3 separate regions of the Mus musculus genome follow, and regions 2 and 3 are each linked to region 1. The links are chromatin contacts, called in public ChIA-PET maps. All regions are on one chromosome and are shown on one strand. Each heading gives the region's core, a stretch centred on a gene start, on an enhancer-like site or on the middle of the called end of the contact. The rest is flanking DNA. Distances are from core to core; before and after follow the strand shown. Region 1 overlaps Gm32178 (a long non-coding RNA gene). Region 2 overlaps Slc28a1 (solute carrier family 28 (sodium-coupled nucleoside transporter), member 1). Region 3 overlaps Iqgap1 (IQ motif containing GTPase activating protein 1).

Region 1 (2,700 bases), core at 17-2,516:
ATGTGAGTACACTGTAGCTGTCTCCAGACACCCCAGAAGAGGGCATCAGATCCCATTACAGATGGTTGTGAGCCACCATGTGGTTGCTGGGATTTGAACTCAGGACCTCTGGAAGAGCAGTCAGTGCTCTTAACTGCTCAGCCATCTCTCCAGCTCCTTGTGTTGCATTTTTATTTTCATTCAGGTTTAAATACTTTCAGGTGAAATGGTTGGGTGGTTAAAGTGCATGCTAGGCAAACAACAGGGCCAGATCCAGGATTCCCAGTACCCACAAAATGCTGAATGCTGGGTGAGTGTAGCTGTGGGCTTGTAGTTCCAGCGTCTGAGGTGGAGCGCTAAGGAGATCCCCTGAACAGCTTGAGAGTATGAGTAGCCATGTCAGTGAGCTGGGGATGTGATTGGGAGACATTGCCTCAAAGAATAAGGTGGAAGAGCCACTGAGGAAGATTCCTCAGTGGGGATGGATTTGAACTTCTGATCCTCCTGCCTCCATCTCCCCAGTGCTGGCTGTGCCTTATCATACCCAATTGATGCACAGCTGTAGTCTAACCCAGGGCTTTGTGCATGCTAGGCAAGTACTTTCCCAACTGAGCCCAGCCCTCAGCTATTTTTGAGACACTGTACAGTCCAGGCTGACCTGGAATTGGCATTCTTCCTGCTTCAGTCTCCCAAGTGCTAAGGTTACAGCCATGCTCTACCTTCCTAGCTGAAAGGAGCTTAAAAGTTAACTATTCTCTCTCTCTCTCTCTCTCTCTCTCTCTCTCTCTCTCTCTCATCTCTCATACACACACACACACACACACACACACACACACACACACACACACACACTCATAGTGTGTACTCATAGTCTCATGCAGCCCAGAGTAACCCTTCCACTAGTTATCCCTTCAGCTTCCCAGGGCAGGGATGACAAGGTATGTGGAACGGTCAGTGTACCATTGGGCTTAATAACGTTCTTTTAGAGTTTGACCTTGAACGACAAGGAACATTCTGGTCTGCTCATTTCTTAGAAAGGGCAATTCAGTTCTGTGGTTGTTCTTGTACACATGTCACCGTTTCTTCCTAATAGCTTGATGTGGCCAGATGGAATGAGGTTGGGTAACTTCTTTCTGCCAATACTAGACAGATAAAAATGGCTTTTGCTGCTGTTGTTGATAATTTACGTTCATAAGCATTCACGTGTAGGGAAAGCAGCAGGAAGTAGAAGCTGTGTGTTTGACTTTTGAGTAAAATCTCTTGACAGGAAAGAAAAAAAAAAGGAATGAAAGAGTAAGACCGTCTGACACTTTGCTCAGACAGGATGTTTGTTTAGCATAGTGTGCTCCTGTCTACATTGTGCCCCAAAACTAACTCACTAGTCTTTCTTAAGGAACTAGCAGCTACACAACCACACTTCAAGGGACTTTAACCTTTCTGTATGTGCTGGTTAGTGTTGCTTGTCAGCCTGACCCAATCTAGACTCACCTGAGGGTATGCCTGTGGGGGATTATCTTGACCAAGTTAGTTGATATGGAAACAAACTTGTTCATTATGGGTGGGACCATTCCCTAGCCAGAGGATCATATACTACACAAAGTGGAGAAAGTTAGCTGAATATTTGCAAGCATTCTTTCTGTCTCTCTGTTCCCTGGCTGTGGATGGAATATAAGCAGCTACTTCAGGCTCCTGCTATTTTGAGTCCCCACAGAGCAGGACTGTCTGTGTGAACTGTGAGCTCCAATAAGCCTTCTCTTTTATACTTTAAGTTGCTTTTGTCATTTCATCACAATCAGGAAAAGAAATTTTAACACTCTCCTAAAAATGAAGATGATGCTGATTAACTGAATCTCAGAGTAAGCTGCTTGTGTCAGTGTGGTGCCATGTGTCTAAGGGAAGGGCAGGACTGATGTAAATGGGAGATTGACTTCTTACAGAGATAGAAATCTTCATTCCTTTTTAAACAGTTTTTTTTCTTTTTTTAAAACTTTATTTTCTGTGTATGAGTGTTTTGCCTGTATGTATATATGAATGTGCATGCACATGTTTCTGTTGCCTCCAGAGGCCAGAAGAGGGCATCTGATATCCAGAAACTGGAGTTACAGATGGTTGCAAGCCACCATGTGGTGCTAGGAAGCAAATCCTGGTCCTCTGGAAGAATTGCAAATGCTCTTAACCACTGAGCCATTTCTCCAGCCTCAAATCTTACATCTTTGATGTAATAAATTATTCTTTTTTTCCTTTAGGGTTTTTTTTTGTTTGTTTGTTTTGTTTTATTTTACAAGACAGGGTTTCTCTGTGTAGCCCTGGGTGTCCTGGAACTCACTCTAGACCAGGCTGGCCTCGAACTCAGAGATCCACCTGCCTCTGCCTCCCGAGTGCTGGGGTAAAAGGTGTGAGCCACCATGCCCAGCCCCTTTAGTTTTTTTTTGAGATAGGATTTTCCTGTGTCACACTGGCTGTCCTAGAACTCACTCTGTATGCTAGGCTGAGCTCAAACCCAGAGATCCACCTGCCTCTGCCTCCCGAGTGCTGGGAGTAAAGGTGTGTACTACCAAACTAGACTAGTGCTTGACTCTGAATTACAAGCAGCACTCTGATAGTGTCTTATGGTAAGATGAAGATATTCCAAATCTAAAATGAATGAGTTCTAGGCCAGCCTGGTCTACAGAGGACAGGCAGGACTATACACCAACCAACCAACCAACCAAAGAAGAAGAA
Region 2 (2,700 bases), core at 152-2,651, 180 kb after region 1:
GGGGGAAGGGAGAGAGAAAAGGAGGGCTAAGAAATGTCAGAGCTTAAAGAGAGCTGGCTACACTTTTCAAATGGCCCCTGGGTCAGATTCCCAGAATTCCATTTACTAAGCTCATATTATGTATCAGGCACTATGCTGGGTGCTTTAATATCCCCGTTTTATAGATAAGCAAATTGAGGCTCAGAGAATAAATTAATGGTTAAAGCCAGGATCTGAACCCAGATCTGACTCCAAATTTCATGCTCAGTTTTCCATAGGCTTTCCCTGGGGATCTGCCCTCCTAAATGATGTATATCATAATCCTCTCATGGGCCAATCCAGTATTACAAATTGGACCCTAAATTCACATAGGCAGAGAAAAAATTTACTTGTGTGTGTGTATGTGTACACATTTTTTCTTTTTCTTTTTTTTCTTGAAATTATTTATTTATATTATTTATATTACTTTTTCTTGAAATTATTTATTTATTTTATGTATCTTACATACACTGTAGCTGTCTTCAGACACACCAAAAGAGGGCATCAGATCCCATTACAGATGGTTGTGAGCCACCATGCAGTTGCCAGGAATTGAACTCAGGATCTCTGGAAGAGCAGTCACTGCTCTTTACCACTAAGTCATCTCTCCAGCCCCAATTTCATTTTTTAAAAAGAGCTCAGGGGCTGGTGAGATGGCTCAGTGGGTAAGAGCACCTGACTGCTCTTCTGAAGGTCCAAAGTTCAAATCCCAGCAACCACATGGTGGCTTACAACCATCTGTAATGAGATCTGATGCCCTCTTCTGGGGTGTCTGAAGACAGCTACAGTGTACTTACATATAATAAAAATAAATTTTAAAATCTTTTAAAAAATAAAATAAAAAGAGCTGTAATCCTAGCACTTGGGAGGCATAGGCAGGAAGATCAGAAGTCCTTGGTCATTAACTATATGTAGAACTGAAGGCTATTTTGCCTCAAAAATCAAAGAAAAAAACCCTAAACATAGGAAATTTGAAACCCCAAACTTTGTTGGTAAAACGGTTTAATAGTGACATATATACACGCTACCTGCATATCTTAAGGTCTTTAAACATCTTAACTTTGCTCTGGGCCTTGTGATCTGTTTTAAAAATCACCCCGTGTTCTTTCTAGACACATGAGCTTTGCAGACACCTCTAGTCATTAACTGGGACTTAAAAGGCAAGGAGGTATCTTACCACACTAAAAGAAATAAAATAAAGCCAAAGGAGGTGGTGGCACACACCTTTGATTCCAGCTCTTGGGAGGCAGAGGTTGGCAGATCTCTGAGTTTGAGGCCAGTCTGATCTACAGAGGGAAAGCCCCAGGCGGCAGCCATAGCAGGGTCTGGGAAAGCACCTAACAGAGGGACCTTCCGCTCTACTTCTTCTGTCCCTGGCTGCAGAGAGGCTCTCTTCTGCCCCCTGCCGGGCCTTAGCTGTCACTGCCTTCCCAAGGAGCCTCCCAGGTTCTTTTCCTTTGTTTTGTACAGCTGGCTTTTAAACTCAGGACCCCATATATGCTAGGCAAGCCATTGAGCCACACTCCCAGTTCATGGTCTCTTTATTTCCAAAGCGTTTTTACTATATTGCTTGTGTATGAGCACAGGGGCACACGTGTCAGAGGCACGCTTGTGTGGGTAGGAGGGAGTCAGTTCTCTCCCTCCACCGTGGGTTCTGGGGATTGAACCAGGGCTTGTTATGACAAGTGCTCTTACCTACTGAGCCATCTCAATGGTCCCCTCAGTCCACAGATTTCTCTTTGTGGCTCAGCCTCTGACCCTTGGCCACATCCTTTCTATTGCAGGTATTTGGATAGTAGCAGGACCTGTCCAACACAGTAGCCATGAACTCCTGAGTACTTGAAACATGGGCAGTTTAAGATGAGGTGTCCAGTATTCTTTCTTCACTGCTCAAGAGCAAACCCAGGGCCTCAATCCCAAATGCTAGGCAAGCCCTGTACCACTGAGCTAAGTCCCCCCTTTTTTTCTTAATGTCTAACTAAGTTACTTAGACCGCCCTTGAACTGGTGACCTCCTGCTTCTGCCTCCCAAATAGTCAGTGTTACAGACTGGTACCCCCAGCCTGGCTTTCTTTGCACTTTTAAACATGTGACTGCTGGCCACAGTAACCGTGTTGGTGCTTTTCTGGGTGGTGTTACATGCTATGTAGGCCCATCACCTGGGAGGTAAAGAAGAAGGACCACAAACTTGAGGTCACCATCAACTGCATAGCAACGTTGAGGTTAGCCTGGGCTACACAAGACTGAATCTAAAGAATGTAGCAGGAGTGAAATTACAGATATGGTCTCTGTTGAGTTTGTATTGGACAGTGCCAGCCTAGGTCTTCTCTTTTGTCACACAGCACCAAGTGTCACTTGACTGAATCATTTCATTATGACCTCCACATACATTTCCAATTATGCTGTTGTTCCAAAGGCTCTAGGATAGATACCAACTTTCTCTGCAAATCCAAACAAGCTGGTCTCTCAGTGCAGAGGTCTTGAACCCAGGCTGGTCATGGTAACATTCAGGAGTTGGTCACTCATGTTTCCTATTGATTTGCCCCTCAAGGGAAACAAGGATTTGCAAGATCCTGTACTCAGGATCAAAGCGACTCTGTTGCTTAGTTTCCATATCTGTAAATGAACAGACGTACTGTTTACCTGGCCACAAAGGATAGATGAAAATGGTCAGAAAACACTT
Region 3 (2,720 bases), core at 71-2,570, 190 kb before region 1:
AGAGTAAATTAGCTCAGCTGGCCTTCCTGAGGCCCTGTGATCGGAACCTAGCTGTCTTCATTGAGACTGCCTTTTAGGTGAAGGCTGCTGGCCCGCCACCTGGACAGACACTATCATGGCGAGTGTCTAAGATGTCGCTTCCATAGATGTATGAGTTGATAAGAGACACGACATACAGAAAGGGGGGTACAAGAAGTGGGGAAGGAGTGGGGATCAGTCCAGGATGGGGGGAAATCCAGGGCCAGGGTTGTGTGTGTTCAGTCATTGTGAGGAAGATGTAGGCGTGCCTACAAGAAAAGAACAAAGATGGAGGACTCAATAAAGAAAGCAGGCCTGGGAAGAGTGGAGGTGACAACAGCTAAGATAGGAACATGCCCTACCCTACCTGAGCAAAGAGGGAAGGAAGCAAGAGTAAGCAAGAATGACACGATATCTGACCCCACTGGACTTCCGTTTCCCGTCTGTAACACGGACAGGAGCAACACCTAACACCTCCTAAAGTTGGTGTGAGGAGTGGAGGTCATACACACTAAGAGCTAGGAGGGAAGTAGTTAGTTAGCTATATATCCGTGTGTGTGTTGGGGGGGGGTAATAAGTCAGTTAGCTATATATGTGTGTGTGTGTGGTAATAAGTTAGTTAGCTATATATCCATGTGGTGTGTGTTTGTGTTTGTGTGTGTGTGTGTGTGTGTGTGTGTGTGTGTGTGTGTGGTAATAAATTAGTGGTGGCGCACGCCTTTAATCCCAGCATTTGGGAGGCAGAGGCAGGCAGATTTCTGAGTTCGAGGCCAGCCTGGTCTACAGAGTGAGTTCCAGGACAGCCAGGGCTACACAGAGAAACCCTGTCTCTAAAAACAAAAACAAAACAAAACAAAAAAAAGTAAGTTAGCTATATATCTGTGTGGGGTGTGTGTGTGTGTGTTAATAAGTAAGTTAGCTATATATTCGTGTGTGGGATGTGCGTGTGAGGGGGGGGAGGGGAGAGAGAGAGAGAGAGAGAGAGAGAGAGAGAGAGAGAGAGAGAGAGAGAATGTAAGACTGCTCAATTCCCAGAAATAAATCTTCTAGAGGCGGAGCTCCGTGGTTACATAATACTTGTCTACCTGGTCCTACTGATAACATTTTTCAGTTCTTGGCCCTACCCATTCTGCCACCAGGGAAACAAAGCCGTGCCTATCCCAGAACGCTACAGTGGCAAGGCTAAAACAAGCCCGGACCAAGAGCATACATATGCAGAAAAGCATCAGGGTGGGAATCTGAATTAGGGGTCTGTGAAGAGGAAACCAGTGGAACAAGTTCTGCAGAGCACATGACTTCAGTGGTTTCCCCGCTCTGTGCAATACAGAAGGGGAACCGACCAATGCCGGAACTGGCTGCCCCAACCGCTGAGAATCAGTTCCTCCAGGAGCAGAAACTCAAGCTGCCACACCCATCCTGCCCAGTGGAACTCCAGGCCAGGATTACCCTATGCTAGAAACCTCCCAAATATGGTCAGCTAGTCCTATACTGGGGATTCCATTAAACCACCCTTACACGCAACCCCTGGGTGTGCAAGCGGCCTGAGGAAATCGACAGTGTGTGCCAGGTACAGGCCAGGGAGAAAACCAGCAAGCCGAAGACAGCAAGCACTGTGTGTCACAGGAGGCTCCCTGGGCAGCCCGCTTCCCAGGGAAAGCCTTTGGGGTTGAGGGGACCAGAAAAGGGGTTTCATAGGAAGAAACAGGTCAGGCTGAAGGAGACAAAGAAAATGTGCAAACTCTTTGCGTATTTGAAACAGGAATGAAGGGATAAAATTTGATTTAATGTCGGGTGTGGTGTCAAACACCTGTAATTCCAGCACTGGGAGGTAGGGAAAAAGGGCTTGGGAGTCCAAGGTCACCCTTAGCTACAAGCCAAACTACCTGAGCCAGTCTTTAAAAAAAAACAAAAAACTTTGAACTTTGATTTTAAAAGATTATTCTGAGCAGTAGGAATAAAAAGAAGGGGCCTGCAGAGGAGAAGGCATGAGATGAAAGAAAATTCTACAGTAGTGAGGGGAAAACACAAAAGCTTGTTTCCAGGCTAACGAGCAAAATGAGAACTCTGGATGGCATCTATACTTTTTTTGGTTTTTTGAGATAGAGTTTCTCTGTATAGCCCAGGCTGTCCTGGAACTCACTCTGTAGACCTGGCTGGCCTCGAACTCAGAAATCCACCTGCCTCTGCCTCCCGAGTGCTGGGATTAAAGGCGTGTGCCACCACTTTGCTCAGCGAGCAAATGATTTTATTAAGAGCTGGATCAGAAAAGGTGTCTCTCATAGCAACGGGTCCTCTGTCTGACTGGGTTGGTAAAAACTAACAATTCACTGAATATTACAAATGAATTTTATGTCATCTAAGTTAAAGTCTACAAATCTTTTTTTTCATTGAATTTATTTATTTGTTTATGTGTGTGCCACAGAGTATGTGCGGAGGTCAGAGGACAACTTGCAAGAGGAGGTTCCAGGGACTGAACTCAAGTGTCGGGCTTAGCGGCAAGGCAAGCAAAGCACCTTTACCCACTGAGCCAACTTCCAGAATGTTTCATTTTAAATAATTAAAAACGAAAACAAAAACAAAAACGGAAACTGAATGAAACCTAGACAATAGCTAAGTGTCTGCAACTCTAGATCAGTTATTGTAGCTGTGACCCGGGGCTCAGTGGAGGGAGCTTACCTAAAGTCACCCCAAGAACTCTTCCC

The links. ChIA-PET counts read pairs in DNA pulled down with a chosen protein or histone mark.
Region 2: a contact with region 1 is called in an RNA polymerase II ChIA-PET map of memory CD8 T cells, with 15 read pairs. The contact joins two enhancer-like sites. A contact is called at or near these places in 1 of 39 promoter capture datasets (embryonic stem cells), 3 of 15 datasets of contacts at CTCF or cohesin (CD8 T cells, the NIH/3T3 cell line and pro-B cells), 10 of 484 Hi-C or Micro-C datasets (the AML12 cell line, the Ba/F3 cell line, the G1E-ER4 cell line and 6 more) and 8 of 115 datasets of contacts at active chromatin or transcription factors (embryonic stem cells, extraembryonic endoderm stem cells, memory CD8 T cells and 2 more).
Region 3: a contact with region 1 is called in an RNA polymerase II ChIA-PET map of memory CD8 T cells, with 32 read pairs. The contact joins two enhancer-like sites. A contact is called at or near these places in 4 of 115 datasets of contacts at active chromatin or transcription factors (bone marrow-derived macrophages, double positive thymocytes, embryonic stem cells and 1 more).

What each region holds. Positions count from the first base shown.
Region 1 is chr7:80,972,520-80,975,219 of GRCm38.p6, forward strand. All of the region lies in intron 2 of Gm32178 (a long non-coding RNA gene), which reads right to left. Among named protein-coding and RNA genes, the nearest start is that of Gm32178, 7.6 kb to the right of the region's middle. Within about 2 kb of position 1,267, at least 12 of the 459 cell types and tissues checked have an H3K27ac peak or open chromatin away from gene starts, as enhancers often do. A contact at or near this core is called in memory CD8 T cells, where this site is marked.
Region 2 is chr7:81,153,805-81,156,504 of GRCm38.p6, forward strand. All of the region lies in intron 11 of Slc28a1 (solute carrier family 28 (sodium-coupled nucleoside transporter), member 1), which reads left to right. Among named protein-coding and RNA genes, the nearest start is that of Slc28a1, 40 kb to the left of the region's middle. Within about 2 kb of position 1,402, at least 81 of the 459 cell types and tissues checked have an H3K27ac peak or open chromatin away from gene starts, as enhancers often do. A contact at or near this core is called in memory CD8 T cells, where this site is marked.
Region 3 is chr7:80,778,116-80,780,835 of GRCm38.p6, forward strand. The region is part of intron 2 of Iqgap1 (IQ motif containing GTPase activating protein 1); the gene reads right to left. Among named protein-coding and RNA genes, the nearest start is that of Iqgap1, 24 kb to the right of the region's middle. Within about 2 kb of position 1,321, at least 245 of the 459 cell types and tissues checked have an H3K27ac peak or open chromatin away from gene starts, as enhancers often do. A contact at or near this core is called in memory CD8 T cells, where this site is marked.